2 separate regions of the Sus scrofa genome follow, and region 2 is linked to region 1. The links are chromatin contacts, called in public Hi-C maps. All regions are on one chromosome and are shown on one strand. Each heading gives the region's core, a stretch centred on a gene start, on an enhancer-like site or on the middle of the called end of the contact. The rest is flanking DNA. Distances are from core to core; before and after follow the strand shown. Region 1 holds the start of CAND1 (cullin-associated NEDD8-dissociated protein 1). Region 2 overlaps LOC102166619 (a long non-coding RNA gene).

Region 1 (6,825 bases), core at 1,711-4,210:
AGTTCCTGTCTTTGTGGCTCAGTGGAAATGAATCTGACTAGCATCCATGAGGATGCAGGTTTGATCCCTGGCGTTGCTCAGTGGGTTAAGGATCTGGCATTGCTGTGAGCCATGGTGTAGGCCAGCGGCTACTGCTCTGATTTGATCCTTAGCCTGGAAACCTCCATATGCCACGGGTGTGGCCCTAAAAAGACAAAAAATAAAATAAAATAAAATAAAATAAACCAAAATCGCAAAAAAACCTCCTAGATATATAGAATGGTTGAGATAGGGACAAGATTGAGAGAATATAGTAGTAATAATAGCTAAATTTTATTAGATGCTTTCACCTTTTTTAAATTGCAAGATATATTAGTTATAAATATTATCATTACACTCCAGGTGATGTGCTGAGCACTTTATGTGGGATATATGTTATGGACTGAATTGAATGCCTCCCAAATTCATATGTTGAAGCCCTAACCTCCAGTATGACAGTATTTGAAGACAGGGCATTTAAAGAGGTAATTAGGTTAAATGAGGACACAGTTAAGGCTAAAAAGTTGGGACCTTGGAGTTCCCTTGTGGCACAGTAGGTTAAAGATCCAGTGTTTTCACTGCAGCAGCTCAGGTTACTGCTGTGGCTCAGGATCCCTGACCCAGGAAATTTCACATGCTGTAGGCAAGGTCAGCAACAAAAAAACGTGGGACCCTAATCCATTATGGTTGGTGTCCTTTTAAGACGAGAAAGAGATACCATGGGTGTGAGTACACAGAGAAAAGGCTGTGAGGACACAGTGAGAAGGGGGCTGTCTGCAAGCCAAGGACTCGGGAGACACCAAACTTATTGCCACATTGACCTTGGACCTTCCAGCCTCCAAAACAGTGAGAAAATAGATTTCTGTTGCTTAAGCCACCCAATCCATGGATTTTTGTTATGGTAACTCTGCAGACGAAGACAATAGCACTTTTGACTCTTAAAACAGCCCTATGGGGAACTACTCTGACAATTATTATGTTACTCATGAAGAAACAGACTCAGAGAGCTTAAAATGAATTGCATGAGACAGCTAATAAGTGGCAATAAACAGGATTTATATTTAAGCTCTCTAACTACAAATACAATTCAGTTGCAAATTGATAAATGAAAGGATTTATACACATAAAAGGAAAAACATGACTTGGTATCTGATTAGATTCTGGCTAAAAAAAAAAGGTTTACTACCAGACCATTGAGTTTTCAAGCCTTAGGACTCACACAAGATAAACGATGGGCTTGTTCGTGTGTGATGTGCGTGGCGTGGGTGTTTGTGTGTATAGTTTAAATATTGTGAAAAGGTTCTTTAGAGCAGGAAGCATTTGTGGCTGAAGCAGTCACTCATGGAACCTAATTATAGGTGACTTAGGTAAAATGAGGGAAGAGATATGGCACTATTGGGGAGAAAAATAGTATTAAAGTAAAAGGATACATGGAAACAAGAGTAATGGGAAATTTAAATATGAATTACGAGGTCAGATCACGTTTCCTCTATTTTAATTGTTATTGCCTATAACTGTGCCTGCCTTTTCAAAGACACTAAACAACGGTTTGGTAAACAGAAGAAAGAATAATAGAGAAACGTTGGGATTTAGCACTTGGATGAAAGGAGCTATTCAATCCCCCCCTCCTGCCTCTCTCTCTCTCTCTTTTTTTTTTTTTAGGTCCTGTTATCTCAATTCGCGTAAAGGAGTTAAAAATGTGCATCGTGGAGTTCCTGTGGTGGCTCAGTGGTTAACAAATCCGACTAGGAACCATGAGGTTGTGGGTTCGATCCCTGGCCTTGCTCAGTGGGTCAAGGATCTGACGTTGCAGAGACCTGTGGTGAAGGTCGCAGACGCGGCTCGGATCCAGCGTTGCTGTGGCTCTGGCGTAGGCCAGTGGCTACAGCTCGGATTCAACCCCTAGCCTGGGAACCTCCTTATGCTGTGGGAGCCACCCAAGAAAATGGCAAAAAGACAAAAAAAAAACAAAAAAGTGCATCCTAAAATACATCACTGATTTCTGTGTCTGTATGTTTTAGGGAACAATAAAATAGCTGTAGGATTACCAATCCCACAATTGCGCAATACAGAGGGTGACAGTTTAGCCATTCTAAATGAAAGGAATAAGTCTCCAATACAATCATCAGTCGTTGGCCGTTCATCTGTACTAAGCTCCGTCTTCCTTTAGGGGACTGGCTCTAGAACGCATTTTGGGAGTGCCCAGCAAAAGCTCAGCTGTCTTAAGAGAATAAGGCTACCATCACTTTTAATAATTCGTATTAAGAAATCGCTGCTAGGCCTCTGCCAAGAATATCCACTCATCCGCAATGCGCCTGCCCAGACCGCAGCAGCCTAGCTCAGGAGACACCCTAGAACAGCAAACACCGACGTAAGAAAAAATCCGAATCTGCTGCAGAAAACTACTCCACTGCGCTTCAAAGGTTCTATCCAACACAGCCGCCTCGCTAGACTACAAATCCCAGGATTCCCTACTCCACCAGAAGCCAATAAGGAAGCTACAAGTTCCTTCAACCAATCACATCCTGACCCAGTGTACCATGCCGACTGAATTCTGGGATTTGTGGTTTTCACGTGGCAACATTACACCGTCGTGGTTAAGGCACTGTAGGCCACGCGTCCGATTTGGAACGAAAGCTCCTTCTCATGATTCTTCTGTTGCTTTTCAGGCTAACCTCTTGATTAGCATTTCTCCGATCCTTATACTCCTTAAAAATCGTAAACTATTTTTCTTACTGTCATAGAGGAAAAAAAAAATCATGTTATTTTTGGATGAAGGTATGCTTGTCCCACTGGCCCCCCCATTCCTTAACCGTCGCTTTCAAGTCTCGCGATAACAGCCTCTTTTGGTCGTTGTCATGCCTCCTGGAAGGTGGGTCACGCGAAGACTGACATAGGCCTTAGCCAACAGAATTGTTCTTTACCTAGCGTCTCCACAGCGTGCGTGGGGGTCCTCCGTGAACCCTGACCTGAGCTCTGGGTAAGCGTCCCGCGTCTACTACCCCCGCCCCCGGAGCGAAGGAGGCGGGTTTTGGCCTCTTGCCCTGTGGAGGGAGTGGGAGCGAGACAGGCCCGAGTGGAAGTGTCTGGCTCCCCGGAGCGGCCCTGCAGTATTCCTCGCTGCCCATGAGCTCGTTCTCCAGCGAGCAGCGCCGTCGTTAGGCCAGCCGGGTAGCCTCTGCTTCCCCCGGGACAGGCCCACGCCTCGTCGGGGAGGGGGCAGCCTGTCGAGGCGCCTCCCTAGTCAGCGTCTGCGTCGCGCTGCGACCCTGGAAGCGGGAGCCGCCGCGAGCGAGAGGAGGAGCCCCAGCGGCGGCAGCGGGCAGGAGCACCAGCAGCGCCAGCGGGCGGGATCGAGGCCGTCAACATGGCGAGCGCCTCGTACCACATTTCCAATTTGCTGGAAAAAATGACATCCAGCGACAAGGACTTCAGGTGAGGCCGAAATCCGACTCTCAGCCCACCTCGGAGTCCCCCATCCGCGGCCCTGGCCCTCACACAGGCCTTGCCCCACCCCTTTGGCCTTAACCGGTTCCTCGGCTTTCCCGAGGTCTCCAGCCCACCCTCCGCTCCCCGATCCCGGCGGGCCCCTTTTCTCGCCCGCCTTCTCACCCCCTCCCCCCATTCTTTGCTTTAGGCCGTTGCCCGCCTCGGGTCCTAGGCCCTTTCTGCATCCCCCAACGCCTCCACTGCATGCCCTGCCCTCCCGGGACGTGCCTTTGGCGTCCCAGGTAGCGCGAAAGGGGCGAGATCACGCACTATTGTGGGGAATGGAGTTGCTTTCGGCTTGAAGACCCAGAAGCCGGCCTACCCGCTGGTCTGCCCGAGGCGCTAGGCCGCCCCGCTTGCAGGGCCCGAGCTGCTGCTTGCTGCCCACTCGGGGACCCATCTGCCATCTCCTTTCCCGCAGATATGAGCGGGCCTTGGTGCATTCAGCTTGAACGATTTCCTTTTTTCCCAGCTCTTCGGGGATTGGATTATAAACTTTTTCTTTGGATTATCCCTTTGGTGAAGATGGGAAGGAGGAGGGGGAACCAGGATGGTGAAAACTTGACTCGTTAGGGTTTTCCCGCCAGCATCTCTTGTCATTTTCCCTTGTCAGGTGAAAACCCAAGCAGGAACTCGGGGTTTCAGTCTCATTTCCTTATATCCAAAATTAACTGCCAGAAAGGTGAATTGCCGAACCGTAAACAAAAAGGTACACCGAGCGATGGATCTTATTAAAAGAAGGAATTTTCTAATAGGGGGATGGTGAATATGAAGCTTTGTTGTGGAAGTTCTGTTCCAGGAGACTTGTGCGGTTGGTTCCAAACCTTGGTAACATGCATATTGAAGAATTGTTATATTTTCAAGGATTATCTTGGTTCCTTTATTTTTTTGCATTGCAGTAATTGATACATTCTCCCTTCTTGCCTCCTATCCCGTCACAAAATAAATTAGCTCCTGATCTAAAAAAGCTTTTTATATGTTTTATACTTGTTTTGTTCTCTAGTGGTTGTATTTTGTATGCATTTTAAAGGGAAGAACAAACAGTCTTCAATTTAAAGTTTGGCTGGAGGGCTTTTTTTTTTTTGTATGAGCAATATGCTTTAACACCTGAAAACATGCCTAAATCTTAAATCTTATGTATTGGGGAAAAAATTTTGATTTTAGAGGAGAATCATGAAAAATGTAAATATCGTGTTCCTAATTAAGTTGGTATGCTGGCATATTAAAATGGCCAATGAAATACAGTTTTGGTTCTGTGACTGCAAAGCCAAAAAGAATTTTCATGAAGTTTTTCTTCCTAGGGAGTTTTTCAGTATTGCATATGGAAATTGAAAATTAGTTTGCTAATAATAAAGATTTTAGTATTACTTTTTGGAAGAGACGTGTTTATTTGGGTATTTTAGTATTTCTAGATTTTTGAGTCCTAGGGTCAAAACCAAGATTATTGGGGGAAACAAAAGTTTCTGTTTTTCAAAGGATGAAAATGTAGTTTACTTTCCTTTGAAGCTTTGCCTTCTCCCAGTGCAGGCCTTTGAGATTTAAAGCAACGTTTGAACAGAACTTAGATAAGAAACTTTAAGCACTGTAGTGTGTGGTGTGTTTGCTCACCCACCTTCTGTCAGTTTTGCTCTTTCTGTAAAAGTACTGAATTTCATTCTGATTGTATTTTAGTCTAAAGATTGGACTTTCCCTAGAGTAGTACAGTTTTGTTCCATTAGTCAGAATTACTAACTATGGATACTAGTGTATGGATAATATGTTTAGAGTAAAAAAATCAAGTGGTGATACTACATGTGTGATTATTGGCTGAAACTTCCTTAAATTTCTTTTAAAGGAAAGGTAATACATGATTCAGGGTTTTGGGTTTTTTTATTAATTGGAAGAGTAATGCTTTGATGTTAAGGTGTACTCAGTGTTGAACTTGATGAGGATTATCAATTTAGTCTTGAATAAATCAAAACATTGCTTGGAGGATTACTATGGTCTTTTAAAAATGTGATACTGCTGAATTTCTAGTAGTTAAATATTATAGAAGGTATGTATAGAAACAGTAAGTGACTTAAAATAATTTGTCATCAAGATATTTTTAATAACTATGTTTTTAAGACTTGTAATATGCTGAAGCCTTTTAATTAATAGACCAGTCTTTGGATATGAAGTACTATGTAAATTAAATTACTGACATATAAAAGATTAATTAAAATACCATATGTAGTCAAGTATTTTGAAGATTTTTCTGTGTATTTTCAGTACAGGTACTTCCTTGAATACGTGTATTTTATCTTAAAATGCTTTCTAATTTCTTGTTAGAAATTTACTTACGTGTTTATTTTGGTGTAGTTATCATAGTTGTAGTTACATGTTTTAAAATACCTAGTTCTAGAAGGATCAAGATCATTATAGAAAATCGAAACATGTGCAAACGACCCTACCTTGTGCTAAGTGGGGAAGAAACCAAAACATCCAAAAGGAAGAAAAAAACTATTTTCCTCTTGGTGGAATCCAAAGAGAATATGACCTGCTAGTCGCAAGATTCAGGTTCTAGACATGTAGGATTCTTTGTTGTGAACTATCTGCAGGATCTTGGGCAGGCTGCTTACTTTGGGATTAAATTTTCAATTTTGAGAGACTTGTCCAATGGGTGATTACAGAAGGTCCCTTAGAGGCTCAGATTTTCAGGTCTCAGGATAGCTACCATAGTTTCTTGTTTGTTTTTGTTTTTAATTTAAAGAACATAAATGTGTGCAGGCTTCAACATTTTGGAATGTCAGCATTTTGAAAAGGATCTTTTTGTAGGACTTAAATTATAGGTTCAGTTTATTGGGGGGAAAACCCAAAACCAAGTATCCTTCTTCTTTCATGTTTTGTATTCTGTAGTCTTTGAAGGTGGAATATTCAGGTTCACTGCTAGTAAGTAGGTGATTCTGTTTTAAAACAGAATGAAAACTTTACTGTGTGTAAACAAAGCAAAGGCTTCATTTACAAATATTAATATTGAATATTCAGTGGGTTGAGGCCACTAATGAGGTTCAGCTTTTATTTTCATATGCTTTGCCACCAGTTGAATTAAAAGTATTTCAGGGAATCAAGAGCTGAAGAAAAATTTACGGTTCTTTTATCTCTGTACATGATAGTTAATATTAATGCTTACTGTGGACTTTATGCACTTGACCCTCTTTATCCTTACTGCTTTAATAAAGTGGATGCTAGCAGTCTGTTTCAACTGAGGAAACTGAGGGAAGATCTGGCAATGCTAATTACTTGCCCAAGGTCAGACAGTAGTCGATCAGGGATTTCCAGTTACTTCCAGAGCATGAA
Region 2 (6,825 bases), core at 2,469-4,968, 620 kb after region 1:
GAGCGGCCCAAGAAATAGCAACAACAACAACAACAACAACAACAAAAGACAAAAAGACAAAAGACAAAAAAAAAAAAAAAAGAAATAGAAGTGATTAAAAATCTGATTGGTGAATCTGCCTCAAGTCAAGACACAGGAGCCTGGTGTCACTTGAAAGCAAATGGAGGTCTAGGCTTTACACAAGCTGGACATCTGTGCTCAACAGTGGTGACATCCTCTGTGCTTCTAATTCTCGTGTGCTAAGTAGATCAAGTGCTGGGTTTACCAGTTGGATATAAACTAACAGGAAGGCAAAAAAAATGTGGAGAGCTTGAGGGTATGACTTGTGGGAGGGAGAAGGGAAAGAGAAGAGGCAGGGTGGAGCTATTGTTGAGTATGTGACTTGTATATCTTTTACAACAAATTAGGTTTGGCTGCATTGCGCCAAACTTCAAATAACAAAAGATACACATTTACTTTTCTTTCCCCTAAATCCTGTTTGGAAAAAGGTAAGCCAGGACTGGACATGCCCCACAGTCATCAGGGACTGAGGGTTTATTTTCAACTCCATATCCTTAGCCTAGAGCTTCTATTTTCAAGGTCACCATGAAGTTGCAAGACGGTCACCGAAGCGCTAGACATTTCACCCATGTTCCAAACAACAGGAAAGAGGAAGGAGCTAGAGCAAAGCACAGACCTCCCAGCTGAATCAGAGGTTCCCTGGGAACCCCACCCAATAACTTGTTTCCATTTCACTAGCGACCCCTAACTGCAAGGAATGAGGCAGACTAGCCACATCTCATCCTATGAGAAGGAGAGAATAGAAGATGGAGGGGAGTTAAGACTCCCTCCCCAGTGTATCCACAAGAGAACAAAAGAATTAGCAAATTTCCTTCCCCAATGATCTAAAGATAAGTAGAAAATTGAGGGATTTCTCTGAATACAAAAGGACCCTCACCCTATTAAACACACACACACACACACACACACACACACACACACACACACCATGCAAAAACAGATGCATTTTTCATGAGCAAATGCAAAAAAAAAAAAAAAGGAACAGGGTTAAGAAAGAAAATATCTTCTAGTCAAATATTGTGTGTGTGTGTGAGAGAGAGAGAGAGAAAGTGTGTGTAATGTGTGTGTGTGTGCATGTGTGTGTCAATGCAGGAACCCTACTGAGGTTCTAGTATAAAAGTTAATAATCCAAGTTTGTTCCTGCACAAGGAGGTTCCTGAAGAACAGATGGGGATCAGCATTTCCTCCGGGTCCTGTTGCAAAGTCAGTTCTCAAAAACAGTACATGCTGGGGGGAGCAGCCCATCATGGAAAGAGGCTTGAGCACAGAGGCCAAGCTTAGGGAACAATGGAATAGAGACAGGCCAGACAGGATAGGCCATCCAGAGCACTGCCCAGAAAAATTCCCGCCACCTCTGCCAGTTTCTGAACTGCTCGTGTAGGGGGATTTCTGCTCTTACTCAATCAGCTGGTTTATCTTCCCCCAAATGGTATGTTGAGAGGAGGCTGTTTAGTTGCCAGCTAAATCAGCCTCTCCGGCTACTGATATAGCAGCTTTCACAAACATAAAAGTTGAAAAATAAAGCTTGGCAAATTGGTTCTACTTTTCAGGAAAATGATGGATCATATTACAGACAGAGATTTCTGTCTATCATGTAGACATATATTTCTGTCTACAATATATGTCTATAATAAGAGATTTCTGGGAAGAAATATAGCAGAGACTCTGTCATGGTATCTTTTGGAGGAGGCAATGGGACCCCCCTCATGACCTCTGTCCCACAATTGAGGGAACACTGCTCTGTAACTCTATGAACATAGACACAGTAAATTGTTGTTACTGGAAGTGAGGTGTACACACACACTGATGCATGTGCAAAAGCAGACCCATTTTCAAGCAGTCAAATGCAAGGACAAAAAAAAAAATCTGATTACACAACCACAGTGTTTATCAATTTTTCCAAAAAGACACAAACACTTAAATTTGCCTAACAATGATGTTGACTTAAGTCAGTTGCTGAATTTTTAAACTTCATTTATTACTCGTTTTTGATAAATGATCATGGGTGTTTTTAAGAACAGCAACTCTTGAACTAAAGGGTTCTCATTATTCAAGGAATAACAGGGCAAACCCTGCTTCATGTCCTTCAGGATTTTTAGAGACTACAATTGCCAATATAAGTAAAAATATACAAAACAAAACAACACTTAAAATATCACCCACCTCTGATAATGCTTTTGGTGCCTCTGTCATCTCAGGAATCGGAAATCCTGTGCCAATTTCTGTCATGGCTCAGTGGTTAACGAATCCGACTAGGAACCATAAGGTTGCGGCTTCAATCCCTGGCCCCCTCTGTGGGTTAAGGATCCGATGTTGCCGTGAGCTAGGATCCCAAGTTGCTGTGGCTGTGGTGTAGGCCAGCGGCTACAGCTCTGATTGGACCCCTACCCTGGGAACCTCCATTTGCCATGGGTGCGGCCCTAGAAAAGACAAAAAAAAAAAAAAAATTGGAGTTCCTGTCGTGGCGCAGCAGAAACAAATCCATGAGGTTGCAGGGTTGATCCCTGGCCTCGCTCAGTGGGTTAAGGATCTGGCATTGCCATGAGCTATGGTGTAGGTCGCAGACGAGGCTTGGATACCACATTGCTGTGGCCGTGGTGTAGGCCGGCGGCTACAGCGCAGATTAGACCCCTAGCCTGGGAACCTCCATGTGCCATGGGTGTGGCCCTAAAAAGACAAAAAAAAGCAAAAAAAAAAGTTAAAAAAAAAAAAAGAAATTCTATTCCTTTAGTTCCTTGGGTCATCTCAGGGTTCAACAAGGCTGACCAATCTCAGGCCCTGGTGTTCTCCTAACTCTCTAGAGATCTGCAAGAACTGTGCTCCCAACCTTCATCCTGGTTACACCCAAGGTCATCCTCAGGCATAAACTGACTAGCCAAAGTAATGGATCAAGTACATCAGAAGTTTTCCTCTTTGCATTTGGCTAAATCCCAATTGTCTATTTGCAAAAGGAGTGGTCTGTAGAAACAGAACTGATGGATTCTATCAGCAAATGGATTACTTGCAAGGATGCCTCACCTCTAAAATGCTTGCCCCAGGGAACACACTACAAGGCATGGTGAGTGCTAGGGTTTAGATCTGTTCACAATGGATTTAAATCTGTCCACGTTTGCTCTCTGACTCAGGAAGGACAGCAAAAGGCCTGAGGACTGGATGAAGGTGAACAAGAAACTGGCTCTCTTCTTCTCTGGAAATTGAGGTGTCCTCAGCCAGGTTAGAACACAGGATCGAGAAAAATCACCATAGCGGTTTTTTTTATTCTTAATGGAAATGACTTAGTTATATTGTAGAAAAAAGTTTTAAACATTGATCTCCCCAATAAAAGAGATAAACTGGATACATGCAAGTGGACAACAGGCAGGGGCCAGCAAATTCATTACTGGTTTCACCACTTCTTAGATAATGTGTCCATGGCCAGATCTCTTAATATCTCTAAACCTTAAGTTTTCTCACCTCTAAAATGGAAGTTTGGTGCTATACTAATTTTAGGGAAGGAAAAAAAAAAGCGTCTATATGCATCCCTAAAACAAAAAGAGTGCCTAATGTTAAGTTTCCTCATCTCCCCTTAAGAGGAACATTTGTCAGATCAGAAGATAATATTAGTAACCACAGAAGGTCCTGCAAGGTCAAGTTTTACCTCTGACGTCTCAAACTGCTTACGTAATGGTACTTAAACCAGAATCATGTGGAAGCCCAATTAAAAGCACATTGCCTTCCTATACTAGGACACTGGGATGCAGCAAGTTTGGGGAGGAATCTGCATTTTAACAACCTTGCTGATAATCTGGAAGTTCACCAAAGCCTGAAACCCAATAGGTTAGGGCGATGTCAATATAATGACAGAAAATAGTCGTTTTGATTTACTCTAATAATTTTATCTTTAAAGTAGATTAAAAGATATATTCGATCCGTTAATAAAATTGCAATTCTAAAAACTCTATGTAAGTATTGCCTAAATCTCTTAGTGCTTCAATGTAGCTAAGCCATGAGGTAGAAACCGTAAAGCTTGCTGATTTCACAGACGGTAAAATTCCAGTTCAAATGTCATGCCTCTCGGGGAAGTCTCCCTGACTATCTCAGCCCCTTTTGTGGGATTAATCAAATCTTGTGGTTTCTGGCTCTTAGCAAATTGTATTTCCATTCACTGCCTACATGGTTTCTGGAGGGGGAAACATTAGTCATGCGATCTGCTCCCCCCTTCAACATAGTACCAGCTACATAGTAAGCCTTAAGTAAATGCATGCTGAATTTCACTATAAATTTCTTAAATGAACTTACACTTATTTTATAAAATTAAGAATATGTAAAAAATTTAGACATAACTACTGGCAACACTTTGAAATAACTGTTTGAATTTGCAAGTCCATTAACCTCTTTCAGAAAAAAAATGTTTCCTAATCTCACGTTTTCTCTTAGGAAGGAAAAATGAAGCAATTTGCTCACAAACTTCCCCTTAAATTAAACATTGATTTAGCATCTCTTATTGAATATAATCCCCTCTTCTCTGCTGTGTGACTTCTTTTAAATGGGCTGGCAATGGATGAATAATAAGCAACTCCTTTTACAAATATTTAAAGACACCACTCAAACAAAACAAAAACCTCTTTCCACATCAATTTAGTGAGCCCTTAATTATTCTTCCTAAGCACACAGGATCATAAAAGGCAGACTGCGCACAGTTTCCCTCCTGCTGAAATGACATGAGAGAAGATTTTAGGGAAGTGCTGAAAGGAATCAGTAATTGCCCACTGACTTGTCATGCACGTATATTAGTAGATGAACCAGAAGCAAAGCAGCAACAGTAGCAACAGTGCTGAGTTTTGTGGTGGCTTCCATAAACTGGTCCCTGTCCTTAGGGAACCCATCATCTCTGGAAAAGACCTATACATGAACAGTTAATTACCAGGGAAGGTGAGAAATACTCTCTGGAACATATAGAGCTGTGCTATGGGAATGAATAAAAGGGAAGAGCTGCCTGGGGATCAGGTGTGACAGACTGGAAAACATCTGATCCAAGTATTGAAGGATGAATAGTTCTCCCAAAGCTATTCCTAAGGACAGGTATTACATTTACTGAGCTTGCTTCATAGGTGGTCAGGGTCAGCACCCTCAAAAAGAGTAAAAGTTTAACAATAAAATATATGAGCCAATGAAGGATTCGGGATTAGAGTTGCCTAAACAGATGCTAACAGCCTAGCCAGTATATTTAGATCACATAAAATCCAGTTATGCTCCTGAAAATGCAGGCAGCAAGATGACCAATTTAATAGGAGAGGGAAAAGGAGGCACATGTAAGCTATAAAGGATTTATTCACTTCCCCCAATAAAGACTAAGCCCGTCCACATACGTTTGTTAATTTATGAATTTTCCAATTCATAGTCCAGAGACAAACTGTGCCATTTTAAAATAGCTTTTACAGATAATCTACAGGATTTTATTTAGACCCATCACCTTGATCTTTATTTCTGCCTCATTCAGCTCAGCATCTTATTTGTTGGATTCATAAACTGGGTATTTAATTAGATTACTTAGCGACACCTAGTGGTGGAGACTGGAACCAAAGACTACTTTGACCATGAAGTTTTGTGCCTCTACCTTCATGCTTTGTCCAAGAAAGCCCTCATATTCCAAGTTTTCTTTTCAACCCATTGTAATGATATGCGACGGTTAATCTTATGTGTCAACTTGGCTCGGCCAATAGATGCCTAAATCAAATATTATTACTGGGTATGTGTGTCAAGAGTGTTTCTGATGAGATTAGCATTTGAGTAAATAGACAGACCTCTCTGAAGGGGATGAGCATCATTCCTTGAGGACCTAAATAGAATAAAAGGCAGAGGAAGGAGTATTTGTCCCCTTTTGCTTTCTGCCTGTCTGCTTGAGCTGGGACCTTGATCTCCAGCACTTAGACTGGGATTTATACCATCAGCTCCTTTGGTTTTCAGGCGTTCAGACTTAAGACTGGAATTACAGAAAAGAAAAACATGGACTTGGAGAATAGATTTGTGGTTGCCAAGGGGGTGGGGGAGGGAGTGGGATGGATTGGGAACTTGGGGTTAATAGATGCAAACTATTGCCTTTGGGGTGGATAAGCAATGAGATCCTGCTGTGCAGCACTGGGAACTACATCTAGTCACTTATGATGGAGCATGATAATGGGAGAAAAAAAGAATCTATATGTGTATGTGTAACTGGGTCACCATGCTGTACAGCAGAAAATTGACAGAACACTGTAAACCAGCTAGAATGAAAAAAATAAAAATCATTATATAAGAACAAAAAAGGCTGGACTTAACACCACTGGCCCTTCTGGGCCTCCAGCTTGCAGACAGCAGATGGTGGGATTTCTCAGCTTCCATAATTGCATGAGCCAATTCTTCATAATACATCTTTCCAGATCTATAGTGATATCCATATCTATAACTTATTGGTTCTGTTTCTCCAGAGAACCTTGACTAACCCTAGATACTAAAACAAATCCACACAAGCAGTCTGACCTGAAATATAATTGATTAGAGAGAGAACAAGAAAAAGAGAAGAACAAGAGGGAGAGAGAGGGAAAGTGATGCCTAGTTCAAGTTGAAGGGGTGTGTTAGAACACAGAGGAGCCAAGGTCAGTCATGAGGGTATTTATTATATGACTACATTCATATCACGAAATAGAAAGGTAAGTCTACCTCCCTCTTGATGTAGAAGATGTAATGAGAACCTGTGGCAGTCTGAAGGAAGTAAGACTCAATACTTTGTTTCTGTCTTCTCCACTC

The links. Hi-C and Micro-C count contacts between places; a contact is called where the count stands out from the background.
Region 2: a Hi-C map of skeletal muscle shows a contact between it and region 1, with 4 times the contacts expected there. The contact joins the enhancer-like site here to the promoter of CAND1 in region 1. A contact is called at or near these places in 1 of 5 promoter capture datasets (liver), 2 of 47 Hi-C or Micro-C datasets (embryonic fibroblasts and skeletal muscle) and 1 of 2 datasets of contacts at active chromatin or transcription factors (skeletal muscle).

Annotation. Positions count from the first base shown.
Region 1 is chr5:31,654,548-31,661,372 of Sscrofa11.1, forward strand. CAND1 (cullin-associated NEDD8-dissociated protein 1) reads left to right here and starts at 2,961. Exons shown (of 16, transcript XM_003126362.4): 1 at 2,961-3,453. The coding sequence starts at 3,386.
Region 2 is chr5:32,273,628-32,280,452 of Sscrofa11.1, forward strand. All of the region lies in intron 2 of LOC102166619 (a long non-coding RNA gene), which reads right to left. Among named protein-coding and RNA genes, the nearest start is that of IFNG, 210 kb to the right of the region's middle. Within about 2 kb of position 3,719, at least 2 of the 83 cell types and tissues checked have an H3K27ac peak or open chromatin away from gene starts, as enhancers often do. A contact at or near this core is called in skeletal muscle, where this site is marked.